3 separate regions of the Mus musculus genome follow, and regions 2 and 3 are each linked to region 1. A link is a contact called in public HiChIP or PLAC-seq data. All regions are on one chromosome and are shown on one strand. The core of a region is the stretch at or near the end of the contact, and the rest is flanking DNA. Distances in the headings are between cores, read along the strand shown.

The links. HiChIP or PLAC-seq counts read pairs in DNA pulled down with a chosen protein or histone mark.
Region 2: a contact with region 1 is called in an H3K27ac HiChIP or PLAC-seq map of embryonic stem cells, with 10 read pairs. The contact joins the enhancer-like site here to the promoter of Plk3 in region 1. A contact is called at or near these places in 1 of 39 promoter capture datasets (macrophages), 2 of 15 datasets of contacts at CTCF or cohesin (embryonic stem cells and large pre-B cells), 13 of 484 Hi-C or Micro-C datasets (ECoMG-derived neutrophils, bone marrow-derived macrophages, cerebellum and 6 more), 20 of 115 datasets of contacts at active chromatin or transcription factors (the 230-238 cell line, the HPC-7 cell line, the SCID.adh cell line and 11 more) and 4 of 9 other capture datasets (adipose tissue, embryonic stem cells, liver and 1 more).
Region 3: a contact with region 1 is called in an H3K4me3 HiChIP or PLAC-seq map of the SCID.adh cell line, with 14 read pairs. The contact joins the enhancer-like site here to the promoter of Plk3 in region 1. A contact is called at or near these places in 14 of 39 promoter capture datasets (3T3-L1-derived adipocytes, the C10 cell line, the HPC-7 cell line and 9 more), 3 of 15 datasets of contacts at CTCF or cohesin (CD8 T cells, the NIH/3T3 cell line and large pre-B cells), 33 of 484 Hi-C or Micro-C datasets (the AML12 cell line, B cells, the C3H10T1/2 cell line and 19 more), 39 of 115 datasets of contacts at active chromatin or transcription factors (the 230-238 cell line, CD8 T cells, the HPC-7 cell line and 29 more) and 4 of 9 other capture datasets (adipose tissue, embryonic stem cells, liver and 1 more).

Annotation. Positions count from the first base shown.
Region 1 is chr4:117,132,376-117,135,227 of GRCm38.p6, reverse strand. It overlaps Plk3 (polo like kinase 3), which reads left to right and starts at 1,265. Exons shown (of 15, transcript NM_013807.3): 1 at 1,265-1,576; 2 at 1,726-1,833; 3 at 1,923-2,039; 4 at 2,194-2,323; 5 at 2,414-2,501. The coding sequence starts at 1,364.
Region 2 is chr4:117,055,347-117,058,261 of GRCm38.p6, reverse strand. The region is part of intron 5 of Eif2b3 (eukaryotic translation initiation factor 2B, subunit 3); the gene reads right to left. Among named protein-coding and RNA genes, the nearest start is that of Eif2b3, 37 kb to the right of the region's middle. Within about 2 kb of position 1,546, at least 34 of the 459 cell types and tissues checked have an H3K27ac peak or open chromatin away from gene starts, as enhancers often do. A contact at or near this core is called in embryonic stem cells, trophoblast stem cells and uterus, where this site is marked.
Region 3 is chr4:117,032,811-117,035,845 of GRCm38.p6, reverse strand. All of the region lies in intron 3 of Eif2b3 (eukaryotic translation initiation factor 2B, subunit 3), which reads right to left. Among named protein-coding and RNA genes, the nearest start is that of Eif2b3, 15 kb to the right of the region's middle. Within about 2 kb of position 1,560, at least 16 of the 459 cell types and tissues checked have an H3K27ac peak or open chromatin away from gene starts, as enhancers often do. A contact at or near this core is called in the SCID.adh cell line and regulatory T cells, where this site is marked.

The DNA.
Region 1 (2,852 bases), core at 16-2,515:
TCAAGGAAAAAAAAAAAAAAAAAAAAAGATTTCACATCGAAGCCGGGCAGTGGTGGAGGGGCAGAGACAGGTAGGAAGTCAAGGCCAGTCTGGTTTACAGGTCGAATTCCTGGCTTCCTGGAAACTCTGTCACAAAACAAAACAAAAACCAAAACAACCCTCCACAACACCCCCCCCCCAAAAAAAAAACCCACACAGAAAAAGATTCCACATAGATCATAGATTCCTGCCACCTACTTGAGTTTATCTGTAATGGACTTCAAAGCTAACTGCCCAGTTGCAGGTCTCTAGCACCTAAGAGTGTCCAGTTCTCATTCCTCACTGTCTGGCCTTTTGCCTGCTGACTCGGTGCAATAGGTATTTTTGAGAATATGATGGGGAACTCAGGGTCTGGGGCAGAGGTACAGGTCTGGAGTCCCATCATGTCAAAGGTGAAGACAGAAGGACCTCGAGTTCAAAGCCAGCCTGGATCACATGACAGCTACTCTGCCTCAGCTCTCCTTTCCCTCAGAAGAATAATAAGGTAGAATTGGGTAGCAGAAGATGTAGCCTGGAACATGGTGAAAAACAGTGAATACTGGGAGGCAGGGGCAGGTGGATCTTTGATTTCAAAGCCAGCCTGGTCTACATAGTGGGTTCTGGGACAGCCAGGGCCACACAGAGACACCCTGTCTTGGAAAAACAAAACGCAAACATAAAACCTTGAATACCAGGCTCTGTTCCACAAACCCATTGCACAGTCCCAGACCAGGTAAATCGGGCTCTGCAGCGTGCTATTCCACAGTCCCCGAAGAGGGCAGCATGCTCTGTACCAGAGCAAGAGATGCTTGCAGGAAACCACCTGTGTTGGTGATGTGCACTGAGCAGTTTGCAACACCCCTGTCTTTCCTCCCCAGTTTGAATGCTAACCCTTACTGTTGCTCGAAAGAGGCCTCCGGATAACTGGCCTCCACTCCGACTTCAGCACACATTCTAAGGATGAAGGGGAAAAAAAGAGTCACTTGCACTGGGTAGCCTAGAGAAACGGAGCAGGGTTACACCTGCCAGGCGACTAGCTCAACCGGGGCTCCTTTAAGGCCAGAGCAGGAGGAGTGGCCTTTAAGAACGCCCAGGCAAGGGAAGATCTTTCAGGTGACGTAAGGCGGAGCAATGGGCGTGGCCTCTCCAAGCCTGGCAGCCAGGAAAGGGGCGGAGCTCGAGATGACGAAACACCGGGGAGGGGGCAGGGGTTCATTGATAAAAACGTCGGACTCCCCCTTGCCCTGGCGCGATCGCAGCGTAGAGAAACCAGGCAGCGCCACGCGCGGCCGGGGCCGGGCGGAACCGAGAACCAGCTCGGCAGGCGCTGCGCCGCGCCGTCCGCATGGAGCCCGCCGCCGGCTTCTTGTCTCCGCGCCCCTTCCCGCGCGCGGCTGCCCCGTCCGCGCCCCCCGCCGGCCCGGGGCCGCCTGCCAATGCCTCCCCGCGATCGGAACCTGAGGTGCTGGCCGGGCCACGGGCGCCGGATCCTCCTGGTCGCCTCATCACCGACCCTCTCAGCGGCCGTACCTACACCAAGGGTCGCTTGTTGGGCAAGGTGGGTCGGGGCTCCGGGGTAGCGTTGACGGAGGTGGAGGGGAGCTCTGCGGACCCGACCGGGCCACTCCGGAGGTGGAGAGGAGCTCTACGGGCCGGATCCGGCCACTCCGGAGCGCCCAGATCGATGATGCAGCTTCTTCTTTCTAGGGGGGCTTCGCACGCTGCTATGAAGCCACTGACACCGAGTCTGGTATAGCCTACGCGGTCAAAGTCATCCCACAGAGTCGCGTCGCCAAGCCGCATCAGCGCGAGAAGGTGGGTCCAGGCCCTGCGGTCCAAGGGATGGGGAGGGGATGGTGGCGTGGGAACCCTGGAAAGATGAGGATTTCACTCCCCTGTCGCAGATCCTAAATGAGATAGAGTTGCACCGAGACCTACAGCACCGCCATATCGTTCGCTTTTCACATCATTTCGAGGATGCTGACAACATATACATTTTCCTGGAGCTCTGTAGCCGAAAGGTCCGGAATGGGGGCGGGGTGGGTTCATTGGGAACAGGGGTAGGGGAGGAAGCGGGTTCTTAAGATCCAAAGCTGTTCTTGTCATCTTTAGCAAACACAGATGGAGGGAGGGTCTGGGAAGGCAAGCGGGGTCTGAAACAGTGACTTTCTGCAGTCCCTGGCCCACATCTGGAAGGCCCGACACACCCTGTTGGAACCAGAGGTTCGCTACTACCTGCGCCAGATCCTTTCTGGCCTCAAGTACTTGCACCAGAGGGGTATCTTACACAGAGATCTCAAGCTGGGTGAGATTCCTGCGTCTGGTCTGAAGGGTGGAGACCTGCGGAGGGATGAAAGGCGTTAAGAATCTGACGCGTCTCTCTGCTACTGTCTAGGAAATTTTTTCATCACGGATAACATGGAACTGAAGGTGGGGGATTTTGGGCTGGCAGCTCGATTAGAGCCCCCAGAGCAGAGGAAAAAGTGAGTGAGGGGATGGTGGCCACAGCCTGTTTGTGACACAGATGATGTACAAGGTGACCAGATATGTACTTGGGATAACCAGGGAAGGGGTAATGATGGGTTTTCTGTATGTGTGACAGTAGAGGTGGCAACCTAGGTCACTGGGTTAGGTGAAGAAGGACAGCAATCTTATGAGTGTATGGCACAGATGGGTGTCTAGGATTTTTGGAAATGTATGGGGAAAACATAGGCTAGGCAGTCAGCATGTGTAAGACACTGAATGGGAATGACAGATCATGATGGTACCGTGATACCTTGTGTGTGTATGTGACCCTGCTGTGGTCACTGGGACAGGGTGTGTGTAACTAGCAT
Region 2 (2,915 bases), core at 297-2,796, 77 kb after region 1:
TCAAGCATAACATAGTGGCTCCAATACACAAGAGTAGAGACCCTAGTGATTTGGATATGCCTGAGAGAAGCCATAATGTGCTTCCTTTAAGATATGCCAAGCATGGTAATCCATGCCCTTAATCTCAGCAGTGGCAAGTGATCTCTGTATGATCAAGGCCAGCCTGCTCTATGCAGTAAGTTCCAGGCCAGCCAAAGTTACATAGTATAACATTGCCCTTAATTTTTTTGTTTGTTTGTTTTGTTTTAAGCTGGGCAGTGGTAGGGCACATCTTTTATGCCAGCATTGGGAGGCAGAGGCAGGTGGATCTTTGAGTTTGAGGCCAGCCTGGTCTACAGAGCAAGTTCCAGACAGCCAGGGCTACACAGAGAAACCCTGTCTCAAAACACACAGACACTATATATACAGTTGTTGCTTATTTTAAGAAGTAAAGTTATAATAGGATTTTGTTTATTTTCTTCTGTTTTGAGACAAGGGTCTCACTATGTTGCCCTGGCTTGACTGGAACTCACTATATAGACCAGGATGGCCTTGAACTCATAGAGATTTACCTGCCTCTCCCTAACGAGTACTAGGATTAAAGGCATGAGCCACCATAACAAGCATAATAGGATATTTTGGGAGAAAGATTTTACTTACATAACTTTTATTACAGTATATTGTTGTAACTACTCTATTTAATATTAATTTTGTTTATCTGCAGTTTTTACTTTTAGATATTATCTCACTATGTCACCCATGTTCACTTTGATCTTGTAGCAACCTTGGTGCCTCAGCTTCTCAACTATTGAGATTACAAGCATGGGCCACCTTACTTGGGTATACACAAACACACACACACACACACACACACACACACACACACACAAAAGGGGGCTATAGAGATGGCTCATCACTTAAGAGCATGTACTAGCTGGGCATGGTGGCGCACACCTTTAATCCCAGCACTCGGGAGGCAGAGGCAGGCGGATTTCTGAGTTCGAGGCCAGTCTGGTCTACAAAGTGAGTTCCAGGACAGCCAGGGCTACACAGAGAAACCCTGTCTCAAAAAACAAAACAAAATAAAAAACAAACAAAAAAGAGCATGTACTATTCTTCCAGAGGAACCAAATTTAGTTTCTAACACCATATCAGACAACTCACTGCCTATAATTCTAGTCCCAGGGGATCCAGTGTCCTGTTCTGACCTTGTAGGGGCACCCATATATACATACGTACATGCACACACAGACATACATTCATATATACAAAAAGGACAAATGACCATTAGAACAACAACAAAAAGCAATGTGGAAGTCAGAGGAGCTCTCTGTAGCTGTGGGGTAGGGTTGTGGTAGGAGGAAGAATGGATAGGTGACTGGAGCCTAAGGAATTTGTGCTTTGTTCTATAAACAATGTACTCATAGCTGGAAGGAGGAAAGACAATACAGGACAAGTTTGAAAAGCCCAGAGACTGTGGGAAAAGCAGAGGAGCAAGGTTACAGTGGTGGCAGGAGAATGGAGTTAAGAGGCCTGAAGAAAGAAAGGCGTTCCCTCAAGTTCTTCCTCCAAGGCTACAGGAACAGAGCTGCAGGAGAGTCTGCGTGAGGGTGAGTGTATAGACAGAGCAGATCCAGGAAATCTGTCACTTGGTAGGATCTCTCCTGAGAAGGAGCAGCAGCAGCAGTAGCTTCCCTTAGTACAGACTGAAGGCTGAAAGCAGTTGCTGGGAGGAATGGAAGGAAGGCTGGTCCAGCAGAGACAGGCTAGACTGTAATGTGGGTTTGAGAGTTCAATCAAGATGGAACTGTGAATTTATAATGATGACAATTTATGCCAGAACAAAGAGTACCCCCCAAAAGCTCTATGTAATAGTTGACAAAACAGATGTACAAAGTAACTAAAAATTGAGGGTTGGGCTAGGGATACAGCTCAGGGGTGGAGAGCTTGCACAAGGCCCAGGGTTTATCTCCCAGCACCAGAGGCAGGGGTAGGGTGGGGAGGCTGGGGATGGGGATGGGGTGAGGAGGTTGGGGGTGGGGAAGGAAGCTTGTTACCAAGCCCAATGACCCAAATTTGAACCCTAGAATTTAAATGGTGAAAGGAGAGAATCCACTCCCAAATGTTGTCCTCTGACTGACTTCCACATGCATGTTATGGCAAGTGTGCACAACACAATACAAAAAAATTAATAACTATTCCTTATATATTATATGGAAAAAAAAGAACACTCAAGGCTGCACGAGTAGATATGCAAGAATAACTAAGGCTATGAGGGGGAGCTAGACTAAATGAAGAAGGAAGAGATGGAAAGGAGGAGGAGGAGGATGGACACTAGTGTAAGGTAGTCACAGAGAAGAGACAGAAGGAGCAGAAGAGGAGCGAAGGAAGTGAGGACTGACCAGTCACTAATCACTGTGTACTGAAAATGTTAGTGAAGGTTTTCTGTTTTGTTTTGTTTTTTTGAGACTGGGTTTCTCTGTGTAGCTCTGGCTGTCCTGGAGCTCACTTTGTAGACCAGGATGGCCTTGAACACAGAGATCCTCTTGCCTTTGTTCCCTGAGTGCTTCAATTACAGGCATATACCTCCACTAACCAGCTATTTGTTTATTTTTAATTTAAAAATATATAAATCTACAAGGACAAAGTCCAGGACTACACATTTTGGAAGCTGGACCACAGAGGAAGGGTGGTAACAGATTCAGTATATCCAAGAAAACAGAATCTTAAAGAGAAAGCTAAGAACAAGCTGATTGTACTACTGAAGACTCAACACTATCAAACTGGCAACATGATGAACCACACAGGCAGAGGTTGGAAGACTACCCTTGCACTTCCCAGTTCATGTAGTCACGTCTGAAGACATGAGAGTTCTCATAGCCAAGTTTCCTTACAGAATTGAAAAAAAATATGGAAAAATATAGCGTTTTCTTTCT
Region 3 (3,035 bases), core at 311-2,810, 100 kb after region 1:
ACTTTACATGCTACTATTAGTTCAGCTTGTTTTTTTACGGCAGCTATACTACTAATTTTGTTTATATATAAAATATACCTAGCTGGGCAGTGGAGGTGTACACCTTTAATCCCAGCACTCATGAAGGAGAGGCAGGTGGATCTCTTGAGTTCCAGGCCAGCCTGGTCTATAGAGCAACTTCCAGGACAGCCAAGGCTGAACAGAGACACCCTGAATGAAAACAAAACAAAACAAAACAAAGAAAACCCAAAACAACAAAAATATACAAACACTGTAGCAAGGCAGAGAAAGGCAGATCTCTGTGAGTTCAGGGCCAGCCTGGTCTACAGAGCAAGTTCCAGGACAGCCAGCCAGGGCTACATAGAGAGATTCTGTCTCAACAAAACAAAGTCTGATAAACAGAGATAATATAAGGCCCTCTCCACTCTATGTGTTCAGTATATGCACATGTGGGTGTATGCAGGTGTCAGTGCAGGGTCAATGACAGGTGTCTCCCCCAATCAGTCTCCACCTTATTTTTGACACACTATCTCTTACTGAACCTGGTACTCACTGATGTAGAAAGGTTAACTGGACAATGAGTCCCAGGGATTCACCCCTCCAGTTGTAGTTGCTGTGTTGCTGTGCTGTGCCGGGCTTCTTACATGGGTGCTGGGATCCAAACCAGGGCTCCCATGCTTGCCCAGCAGGCATATCACTGGCTAAGCTACCTCCCCAGCCCACGATAGGACAATTTTCATCTCTTGTACTAGAGAAACAGAGAGAGAGAGAGAGAGAGAGAGAGAGAGAGAGAGAGAGAGAGAGAGAGAGAGAGAGAGAGAGGAGGGAGGGAGGGAGGGAGAGAGGGAGAGAGAGAGAGTGTGAGAGAGAGAGCACAAACTCAAGCGATGAGTCTGAATAGGTAGAGGCTCCTTCAGAGAAGCTAACAACCTAGGCCATGGTGACAAAAAGCTCACTAACTTTACCCAAACAGTACTAGACCTTTTACTAGTTAGGCTGTAATTTCATCTCATGATTCAAAGTAGAAAAGGTCATCTTAACAAGAGCTTCCAGATGTAAGTCAAGAAGGAAGGTTGTTAGCCACCAATGAAGTTTATGATGACAATATATGCTTTCTATCAAAATTCCTAGCTTTTATCATTCCCCACTACTCTACAGCCCTTTGCTCCACAAAAAGGCTCCCTCTAGGGAAGGGAAATATTCAAGAGTACCAAGCTGAAAACAAAGCTTTACAGTTTTCTGGGTCATCAAATGAAACACAGGGATGTAGCAGCCCCACTCCACAGACAGGATTCCTACCCAGCAGCAGTGGAGAGATAAGGGGATGGAAACATTTCAAGTTTGTGGTCTATGAAATGACCACAGCAAGGGAAAAGCTCTGCTGAGGATCCTCAAATCGAGGAGGAGAAAAGGAAAAACAACAGGAAGAAGAAGGCTTTGAAAACCACAGTCTGTTTCTGCCATAACACCTGGAACATTCTCGATGCTAAGAGCAGTATCAAAGAAGTGCTCATCAGGTTATCCTGCAGCCCACCAAAGCAGTCATCAGAAGCGAAGTTAGCACTCACTACAAGTCAGCTTCAGACAAGTCAGGACCAGGTTCTCAGATCTCCCCTTACCACGCTATACTTACTGTTTTCAAACAGATAGAAATCTGACAAAACAAAACCTTGGGCAAAATGAAAGGTTCCAGGAAAGACTGACAGAGATTCATAATTCGATAAAAACATCAAACACTCTACTGAAAATAACTTACGTTTAGCTTTTGCACATCTAAAAATAGAATGTTTATTCAATTTTTCTAATAAGCTGTCTCCAGGGGATTTCATCATAATCTGTTCTTTGTTGTAGCATGTTTGCTGTTTCACAAAACATACAACAATAGTCGCCTTTTACATCAAAGGATTGGAATAACTAGACTTCTAACAACTAGTGTGTCAATGCCCTTCTCACTGCTTTCTGAATTGTAAAACTGAGGCAGAGGGTAAATGAGATTTGCCTGTGGCTACAGAAAAATTCCTGTGTAGATTAAATAGACAATTACCAATTCTGCCACTTTTAAATTAAGAGAAGTAATGAGACCTGCAATATAAGGTAAGTGCTTAAAACACAGGCTGTTCTATTATGGATCTGGTCTTAAGCCCCTTAAATAGACCTCACTAGTCTGCCCTCAGAACACTATCTAAGCAATAACCAAATGTGGTTTCTAAAGGGCAAGAACAGCACCAATAACCTCCAAAAGGCAAAAGGTTCAAAAGCAGATCAGGCTCACTGCCCAAGGAGTCACTCAGTTTTAATGTGCTGAGCACAGACTGGACTATTTTGCCAGGCGGCTCATTCATATGCCCTTAGACATGGAATATTCTTCCTACAATACTCAAGTCCCAGCTGAGTATGCTAACATACACCTGTGACCCCATCACTTTGGAAGTAGGGGCAGAAGGATGAGGAATTCAAAGTCACCCTCAGCTACACAGAATGTTGGGATGCAAGACCAGACTCCCCTTCATTGAAGAGAAAGATCTCAAGAAACAAGAGCAGCACACTTGCAGGGCAAGGATTCTTCATGGATACTATAGGAGACTGCAAAATTTTAAATGAAACTTGCACTTTGGGAAGTAGAAGAAATGGGTATAAGTGTATATCAAAGTATATCAAAACTCAGGAATAGTGCCAGGCATGGTATTGCACCCAGGAGGCTAAGGTTGAGAGTCAGAGGCTAACCTGGGCTAATGGCAAGACTCTGTCTCAAAAGTCCCAAAACTCAAAACCAAAAGCAAAGCTGGTGCACACCTTTGACCTTAGCACTTGGGAGGCAGAGGCAGGTGGATCTCTGTGAGTTCAAGACCAGCCTGGTCTACAAAAGTTCTAGGAGAGCCAGGGCTACACAGAGAAACCTTGTGTCTAGAAAAACCAAAACCAAAATCAAACCAAACCAAACCAACAACAACAAAAACAACAAAACCCAAAACAAAACACCAAAAGCAAAACCAAACCCCTGTCTAGGACAGGGTCTAGCTTTTGATGAGTACCCA